Linked DNA regions of Sus scrofa: region 2 is linked to region 1. A link is a contact called in public Hi-C data. All regions are on one chromosome and are shown on one strand. Each heading gives the region's core, a stretch centred on a gene start, on an enhancer-like site or on the middle of the called end of the contact. The rest is flanking DNA. Distances are from core to core; before and after follow the strand shown. Region 1 holds the start of COL4A2 (collagen alpha-2(IV) chain). Region 2 holds the start of RAB20 (ras-related protein Rab-20).

What was found. Hi-C and Micro-C count contacts between places; a contact is called where the count stands out from the background.
Region 2: a Hi-C map of heart right ventricle shows a contact between it and region 1, with 1.6 times the contacts expected there. The contact joins the promoter of RAB20 here to the promoter of COL4A2 in region 1. A contact is called at or near these places in 2 of 47 Hi-C or Micro-C datasets (embryonic fibroblasts and heart right ventricle).

What each region holds. Positions count from the first base shown.
Region 1 is chr11:76,995,319-77,000,249 of Sscrofa11.1, reverse strand. It overlaps COL4A2 (collagen alpha-2(IV) chain), which reads right to left and starts at 3,365. Exons shown (of 48, transcript XM_021065909.1): 1 at 3,344-3,365; 2 at 2,109-2,196; 3 at 1,947-2,001. The coding sequence starts at 2,152. COL4A1 (collagen alpha-1(IV) chain) reads left to right here and starts at 2,841. Exons shown (of 54, transcript XM_021065910.1): 1 at 2,841-3,033. The coding sequence starts at 2,953.
Region 2 is chr11:77,187,563-77,191,953 of Sscrofa11.1, reverse strand. RAB20 (ras-related protein Rab-20) reads left to right here and starts at 3,061. Exons shown (of 2, transcript XM_003482931.4): 1 at 3,061-3,526. The coding sequence starts at 3,355.

The DNA of each region.
Region 1 (4,931 bases), core at 2,116-4,615:
CTCTAAGTCACTGGCGCCCCAACTTTGCCATCAAGTGGGACTGCAGACTCCCAGGCGCCACCCCGGAAAGTCTGCTTAGAGATTTGAGAGGCAGACCGGAGGTCTGAATTTTTAACCAGCCTTTCCAGGTGAGCGTGGCAGCCCAAGGCCTGTACTCTGAGAGGTCCTGCTAAGCAACCAACGCTCTGGGTCCTAGCCTGGGCTCAGAGGGCAGAGGCTGAGGGGAGTCTGCAGCATCAAAGAGGCTCTGCAGGAAGGCGTGCAGGGGAGTGTTACATGTAACAAGCGCGGAAGCCTGGCTCAGGGTTTACGAGACCTGGGCAGAGCTGCAGGTGGTACCCAGGTCTTCTGACAGGAGGCCCTTTCCTTCCACTTTAGGGTCAGTCCCAGGTAAGATTCCCAGGACTCAGCATCCTCAGGTCGTTAAACAGGAATATTTAAAGTGGTTCCAGGGGACGAAGGGGTGTGGTAGAGTGAGCCCAACCAATGCCCACTCTCAACAGGACTCAGTGCTTTCCTTTGCAGGGACCTCATGTGTGTGTGTGTGTGTGTGTGTGTGTGTGTGTGTGTGTGTGTGTGTGTGTGTGTGTTTTGCCCTGACTCCCGGCCCGGGGCCAAGTCCTGTATGTCATGTGTGCATAAGGACCCAGAAGGGACAGTGGCCTATCTAGGCTCTGATTGTCTTAAATCAGGATGTGGGGAAAGGCAGGAGAGATGGACAAACCGGAGCTTTAAGAAAACTTTGGCCTGGAACACTCTGGTCAAAGTCTCTGGACTCCTGACTCCCAGTCTGGGCCCAGAACTGGAGCAAAAGGTGGCAGAAAAGTCAGGCTAAAGGTTCTTTCCAAGTTGGGACAGCTTTTCCAGCTCACCGCCTTGTTTGTGGTTTGTGAGGACAGAACAATGTGAAAATAACAGAACTCAAATAAACCACAAGCCCAGCTCCCCATGTACCTGTGTGTACGTTACCCAGAGTGGGGAGGGGAGGGGAGGGGAGGGGAGGAGACTGCCAGGAGAGCCGGAGCCACCCAGTTCCACCGGACAGAGGAGGAGACGGGTCCAGCACGCCTGGTAACGCCCTCCGATGTCCAGTCCCAGTTTAAATATTGCGAGTCTTCCACTGAAGGGACCCAGCCCACCTGGGACAGGCCAGTTGTGCCACATGACACTCCGCCAAAGTGGCTCCTACTGCTTAAACACAACCCACAAAACCCGTTGTACAATCACCACATAGAGACAATGCTGGCAGAGTCACCTTGAATGGCAGGGCTAGGACCGGGGACACTTGGTCAGTGGTGTCCCCAGTGGGAGACTTAGAAGCCCCACCCTGGCTCTTCCAGGCCCAGATCGCATCTGGGGAGAAACTCTTGTTTTTGGCCATTGTTTCCTCCCAGCATCGGGAGGAGTACAAAGCCCTCCTGTCCTCCTGGCCCCGCCCTCCCCCCAAGCCCCTCAACCAAAAGAACCAAAAACTCTGCCAGGGGCAGGACCTAGACGCCGGCTTCCTATGCCACACAAACCGTTCTGGCCCTAGGCCTGGAGCCTCAGGGCCACGTGTCTGACTCTCTCGTCTTCCCTCACTTCTACCACCGGCCTTTGCTCAAACGAGGGAACAGGATGCCCGGGGCCGTGTTTCTAATTATTCCTTCTCCAGGAAGAGCCCACGCCTGTAACGCACAGCACCCAAGGGAGGGCAAACCGCCGTTCTTTGAGGGAAGCGCGTTTTCGCAGAGCCTGGGCTGGGGAGGGCCTGCCCAGGACACGCGGATGCGCGGGTGCGCGCACACCACACACACACACACACACACACACACACACGCACACACACACGCGTGCGCGCGCGTGTAAGCAGGCGCAAGCTGCTTGCCTTCTGGCAAGGCCACTCGGTGTCCCAAACACTTTCTCTGGCGTGCGAATCATAGCCCGGAACCGGTGCCAAGACTTACCGCCAGGACGCTCTGCGCCAGGAGCCCCACCATCACGGTCCCCAGCAGCAGCCACCTGGATGGGAGGGGGAGGAGAAGCGCCGTGAGCGTGCGGCCCCGGCTTGGCCATTCCTCGAAGGACACGCGCGTGGGGCCCACGGGGACGGGCAGAAAGCCGCTTACCGTCGCAGGGCAGGGCCCGACGCCGCCCGCGGGTCTCGGTCCATGCTCCCAGTCGGGCCCCTCTGGGCTCCGATCCGTCCCTCCTAGACTGCAAGACAAGACAAAGCGGGCTTAGCGGGGTCTGGGTCGGGGGCGTCGGGGGAGCATCCTCGCCGCCCGCCTCGGTCTGCGGGACTGCGGAGAGCGGGTGCGGCCCCGCCTCCCGCTGGGGTGACCGAGAGCCGCCCCGCGACGAGGCCGGCCCGAGGGGAGCCTGCGCACCAAGGCCCGGGTCGGGGCCGCTCCGCCGCGGCCGCTCCATCCCTCCCCCCTCCCTCCTCCGAGAGCCGGGCGCGCAGCCTCCGCCGCCCGCGGCGCCGCGTTCCGGGGCCGCTCTCACCTCGGCCGGGCTTCAGGGGCGGTCGCCCGCGCGCATCCGCTCTGCACAAGCGTCGCCGGCGGCCCCGCGGCGCGGCCGCCCTCCCGGGCTTTCGGGGCCGGCCTCGGGCCCGCGTGGCCGCCCTCGGAGCTCCGCTGGGTCGGCGAGCGCGAGCGGCGGCTCGGGCGGCGCTGGGTGCGGAGCGCGGAGCCCTGCGTCCCGGCGCGCGGAGGCCACAGTCCCCCGGCCGCGCGCTCCCGCCGCCTCTTACCCGCGCCGCAGGGTCCTCCCCTTTGAGGCGCCGCCCGCCTGGGCGGCCCAGGGGAGGGGCTGCCCCCAACAAATTGGGGAGCTCGCGGCGCCGCGCTCAGGTCTCCGCCGCGAGCCGCCGCGCCCCGCACGGTGCGCCGCGCTCGGGTCCCGGCCCTGCGAGAGTGAGCCGCCGCCGCGGTCCCCCGCCGTCCCCGCCGCCTCGGGCGCGCCACCATGGGGCCCCGGCTCGGCGTCTGGCTGCTGCTGCTGCCCGCCGCCCTCCTGCTCCACGAGAGCAGCCGGGCCGCCGCGAAGGTGAGTCCCCGCCGGCTGCGCTCCGGCGTCCCGCCCTGCGCCCCGGCGCCCCGCGCGGCCCCTTTGTCCCCGGCCGGGGCCGCCCTCCGGGCCCGGGGTCGCGCGTGGTACGGCCAGGCGCCGTCTCCCGGCCTGTCCCCTCCGGGGACCCCGGTGGGCTGGATCGCGCATCCTTTGGGAAGCCTCCTTTGTTGTGGGCTGGGTGGGGGCGAGTTAGGGGGACTGCTCGGGGCCAGGGAGCAGCGAGCAGAACTCGGTGCGCCCGGCGCGGGGCGAGAGTGCCCAGAGTGAGCGGGATTTGAATTCGCACCTCGGGGGCGCCTGGCCGCCGGGCGCCTTCACCTGGTCCGGGTGCCCGAGCGGGCCGGGGGCCGGAGAGGTGGACACGCGCGCCCCATGCCGTTCGCGGCCCCACACATGTGCCTGGGAGTCGCTTTGGGCGTGTTTCTCTGCTGCTTTGGAGACTCTGGTGGTTGATGCTGAACAGTTCTGGGCCGTTTGCCTGGAAACAGCTGTATCTTTGCTTTCCCACGACTTTGCTGTTGCTGAAGCACAGAAGCGGGGCTTTTCTGGAGGGCTGCTTTCAAGCGTTTCCATACTCCACTCGATGACTTGCATTCTGTATTAAAACAGTTATAATGACATTACATTTGAGTGTGAAACCAAAATGAAACTCCAGCTCATTGTTCTATGCACAAATTGTTTTCCTAGTTTTCATTTCCTCCGGGAGTTCGGTTTGCAAAAGTGAAGGCGTCCAGCTGGGGACGGTCCCTGATGTTGTTCTTCCTTTTTCCCTTCCCTTCAGACGGAAGAAGGACCTCAGCTGTTCCCTAGTGTCACAGCGCGGTAGACAAGCCCTGGAAAGGTGTGGCTTCGAAACACATTTTGCATTTCCTGCCGGAATATTTAAGAACGATTTTCCTCTTTCCACATTTCTCACTCTTTTACTGTTTCAAATCTGAATTTTGCTCTTAGGTGTCCCCCCCCCCCTTTCTTCAGGCAGAATATTTACAGACTCTACTTCACTGCATATCAACTATTAACTGTTCCTTTCCAGAATAAACTGGTGGAATGCATGCAAGTCTTGGAATTGAGCGTCTAGCTCTTGGCTGGCAGCCGGGTCACTGGGTATGGAAAAGACTGATGATGACACCAGCAGTTAACCTCAGATGGTTTCTCCCAGCCCAGAGTCTAGCCAGGCACCCTGGTTGGTTATTTAAACACCCTCTGGTCGTGATGACAAAATGCTTTCAAAAGAGAAGGCTCTAGAACACTTTATTTGGGTCTAGAAATCTGGACCAAGAGATTTAGCAAGGAGGCATGGCAAGGAAACGTGAGAAAGTTCTGTATTTGGAAATAGGAAGCTCTGTTCAGACTTAGATTTTCTGATGGATAATAGTAGCAAATCAAAGCTAATTCTAAGAGCTAGCTTTCAAATAGCCAGGACTTTAAAGAACGAGCCACTCTGAGAGTGAACAGCCACTCTGACTGTTGGGGTTGAGATGACTTTGCTTCTCTAGCATCATTCTCGGAAGCCCACTACATTCCCGTCCTGGCTCTGCTCCGTCCCTACACATCTCACCTAGTGTTTTAAGAGCTCTGGTGTGTGGAACCCTTTGATTCTCAGGGGACTGAACAGGTGCTATCATTTCACTATATTTCTCCTGGTTTATTTAGGGAGAGAAAATTTATTAGTAAGCCCAGGGCTTATGGTTGTACAAGAAAATCCATGTTGAAATAATATCTGGCTAACTTGAAAATTTGTCTCACTCTTCATGCCAATGACTTTTTTTGTTTTGCCTACCTCCTTCCAAAATCAGCTGTGAGGTACACCAGAAAGCTGAAATACTTTCCATATTGACCCAAGCAAAACATTGTTTAAAAATGCATTTTGAATC
Region 2 (4,391 bases), core at 1,812-4,311, 190 kb before region 1:
GGCTGCCGAGCTCGGGACACCCCATACTCACACCTGCACACTCACGCCTGCCCTCACACCCACTCACCTCCCAGTCACCAATGTCCCCAGGGCCACATCAGCACAGCAGGTGGGGTCAGGACAGATCTCCTCCGTTCAGAAGCCTCGGGCACGCTGCCACCTCTTTCAGATGCAAGACGCAGCCCTTGTCATGACCCCAGGCCCTGAGGACCTTCTCTGGCCACCTGCCCCCCGTCCTCGTGGGCCTGGTGGCCAGCTCCCCTGCGCTGTGCTCCAGCCGCTCCGGCCCCCTGGCTTCTGCCTCAGGGCCTTTGCACTCACTGCTCTCCGTACCTGAACCCTTCTTCCTCCAGGTAGGGGCATGTTTAACTCTTGATCTCATTCCAGGGCTCCAGAAACTTCATCTTCACAGACATCTTGCTGAAAATCCAACCCTGCAGACATCCCCAGGCCTCGATCTCTGTCTACCTCTTCTGCTCCGATTTTCTCCATCAAGTATTTAATCACCATCTAGGATACTACATGTTTTGCTTTTTTTTTTTCTTTTTAGCGCTGCACCTGCGGCATATGGCAGTTCCCAGGCTAGGGGTCAAATCAGAACTACAGCTGCTGGTCTATGCCACAGCCACAGCTACGCCAGATCCAAGATGTGTCTGTGACTTACACTGCAGCGTGTGGCCATGCCGGATCCTTGAACCCACTGAGTGGACCAGGGATCAAACCTGCATCATCCAGGATTCTAGTCAGATTCTTAACCCGATAAGCCACAGTGGGAACTCCTTGCTTGTCTCTTTTGTTGGCTGTCTTTCTCACTGCTCTAGTCCTAGGTCAGGGCTTGGAGCTTAGCGCCTCAATTCCTATCTGCTAAGCGAATACCTGTAGAGAGGCAGAGCTTGTTGCTTGTTTGTTTAAGAAAAGAGGAGAGTAGTTTAAAAGGTACAATTGTTTCACATCAAAGTACCTATAAACTGACAGGCCACTTTGCAAAATCCGACAGAAGCAACCACATTTTCCTATTTCTTATTCATTTATTTTTAAAATCTTTTTAGGGATGCACTTGCGGCATATGGAGATGCCCAGACTGGGGACAGAATTGGAGCTGTAGCTGCCAGCCTACATCATAGCCATAGCAACTCAGGAGTGGAGACTCATCTGTGACCTACGCCACAGCTCGTGGCCATGCCAGATCCTTTGAGCCACTAAACGAGGCCAGGGCTCGAACCCGCATCCTCATGTATACTAGTCAGGTTCCTGACTGCTGGGCCACAACGGGGAATTCCAGCTGGCATCGTTTTAAAAAGGAACTACATGATTTTCTTGGCTTTGGGCACTTCTTGTCTAAGCAATTGGAAAAAGGATTACCCTGTTAGGCCAGTGGTTTAAATGCAGGCAGAATAAACATTGAACTTGGCACATGAGTGGATAGTTTAAACAGACTTTCAACCTTTTAACTTCTTCTTCAGTCCTGCTTCCTGAAGAGGACTGAGACAACTAGCAGTCTTTTAAGGCATTTTTTTAGGACTGGTTGGAATTTGATATGGGGACATTCTCCTGGTTAAATTTAGTTTTCCAAAGTGCTGGACAATTAAGCAAAAAAAATTTTAAATGAACTTGCTCAGTGAATTCTACATGCCAGGCACTGGGCTATGTGCTGGCACTGTCCTTGCCCCTGAAATCCTGATGAGAAGCCACCAGTGTTTTGAGTGGAGGCAACATTCAGCTAATGAACACTTTTGTCTACACACAAAACACATCCTGATTGAGCTGGGGCTGTGTTTCAGTTCAGCACTTGAGAGATGCCCGAGAAAGGAAGCAACTGACCTGCCTTTGTGGGATCATCCCCCTGTTTACTGAGTGAGGGAGCTCCCCAGAAAGGTGGGCAGAGACCCAGGGTTGGTTAAAACACACTCCCTGTCCGCAGGGAAATTTGAACGACCCAGGAGGGAGGTGCGGAGCCCGCTGAGACCGGGATGGTGAATTCAGCCACCATGTTCTGGCTCAAATCTTTCTTGAGCAGCTGTTTTGTGCGAGACGACCCCCACCAGGCAGAGTGGTGAGCAGAAGACAAAAGTCCCTTCCTCATGGAGCTTAGTTTCCAGAGTGGGAGATGCACAGAGATGAAACAGTGCGGTTTTATTCGAGAGCCCTGAGAAATGAAGCAGGATAGGGCCGAGACGGAAAGGCGTGGGAAGGGTGGTGCTTGTGCTGCGGGACGGAGGCAGGAACCGTGGGCAGAGTTCCGCCTCGTGGCGTGGGCGTAGGCCACAGGGAACAGGGAAGGCCTCGAAGCAGAGAAAGCCCCGAATATTCAAGGTCGGCCCTCCTCGGCTGAGACGCCCTCATGCCTCCCCCGCTCAGGGCGCCCCACTCCCCTTCCGCCCGGAACCCCAGGACACCGCTCGGCTTCAGCAAACACCGCCTCCCGGTGTCCAGACTAGGGCATCGCCCTTGTCCCAAATAAATGCCAACTCCCACACGCCGAGAACGTTAAGAAGCATTTCGAGGTTCACTCCATCAGCAAAAGGAGGAAAGATGTCTTTGGCAGTCATTGCAACTGCCCACGTCGACTTTCCCCTCCAAAGTTTTGAGTGGCGACGGCTGTTCACGTCTCAGAAAAGAGCTTCTTGCCCAAGTGAACAAAACAAAACGACGCTAGCAAGCCCCGCTCCTTCCTAGTCCTTGACAGTCGGAGGGTGGTGTCCCACATTCGCTCCCTTCTGGAAAACTCCGCGCGTCCGGCCCAGAGGGAAGCCTGGGGCGGGGGAGGGAGCTGGAGGCCCATCCCCGCCGGGACTCTCGGCTCCAAGGTCAGCAGGCCCGGGCCGCGTCCCTGCGAGGCGTCCAGCCGGGGCCCGCCTCCCGGGACTCCGTCTCCATCTTCGCTCGAGCCCCCGGGAGCCGGGGCTCCCACCTGTCCGAATCTGCCCAAGGTTTCCAGGCAGAAAGCACCTTCCGACCAAAGGGCCAAGTCCACGGGGGCGGGGCGCGGGCGGGCCCGGGCCTCGGGAGGCTGGGTGGGCGGGGTTTGGGGGCGGGGCTTGGAGGCGGGGCGGGGCTTGGAGGCGGGGCGGGGCGGGGCCCGGGCGCCCCCGACCTGGTGCTGACCGCCGCGGTCTGGACACCTTGAGTGGGCGTCGGGCTGGGTCCCCGGCTCCTTCCCAGCGCGGACACGCGCTTCCTCTTCCGCGTTCCCAGGCGTCCAGACCGGAGGGTCGCCACGAGTTCGGGGTCCCCGCGAGTCCTAGTCTCCGCGAGTTCCGAGTTTGAGCCTTCTCGGGGAGCCTGGCTGCTCCTGCCGCGCCCCGGGCACAGGGGGCAGAGGGCACGGGAAAAGGGGGGGGCTCCTGCGGGAAAATGAGAAAGCCAGACGGGAAGATCGTGCTTTTGGGGGACATGAACGTGGGCAAGACGTCGCTGCTGCAGAGGTACATGGAGCGGCGCTTCCCGGACACAGTCAGCACGGTGGGCGGCGCCTTCTACCTGAAGCAGTGGCGTTCCTACAACATCTCCATCTGGGACACTGCAGGTGAGGGGCGAGGGGCTTCCAGCTGAGCGAAGCGGCTGTCAGGGCCAAGGTCGGGAACGGCCCGGGGTCTCCTGGGGGCGGGGTCTCCCAGAGCCAGGCCCTCCTGGGGCGGGGTGCCCGAGGGCCAAGTTCCCCTCAGGGCAGGTGTCCCCTGTCCCACACAGGGGTCCTGCTCTTGCTCTGCAGGTGACTGAGTCTTGGGGATCAGGCCCCTCGTCACAGTGTGGGGCCCCCCTTGGCCCCTTTCTACTCCTACTTCCCTTTGCTCTTTGGAAAACCAGCCGTTTAGCTACTGGGTACATCTTAGTGACAATCCAGGAAAGCACCCCTGGCTCCAAAGAGAACCTGCTGGTGACTTGTGTTCCCCGAGGGGCATCTGGCTCCAGAGCACCCCTGCCCAGACAGCTAGTGGTAACCCGAGGCATTTAAGTCCTTCCACCAACAGGAGCTCAGCTGCTGTCCACAACCACCTTGAGGGGTGAGCAGTGCTGATATAATTACATCTCCTTCCAAAAGAGAAAACAGGAGTTCCTGTTGTGGCTCAGGGGGTCAAGAACCAGACTAGTGTCCATGAGGACGCAGGTTTGATCCCTGCCCTCGCTCAGTGGGTTAAGGATCTGGTGTTGCCGCAAGCTGCTGCGTAGGTCTCGGATGTGGCTCCAATCTGGTGTGGCTGCAGCGTAGGCCGGCCCTGCAGCTCCGATTCAACCCCCAGCGTGGGAACTTCCACATGCCCCAGTGTGGCCCTTAAAAAAAAAAAAAAAAAGGACGAAAGGAAAAGAAAGCGGAAGCTCCCAACATTCCCTGAGGGCTTAGGCAGGAAAATAGGAAGCAGAACTGAGGTCTCTTCCCTCAATGCCAAGTT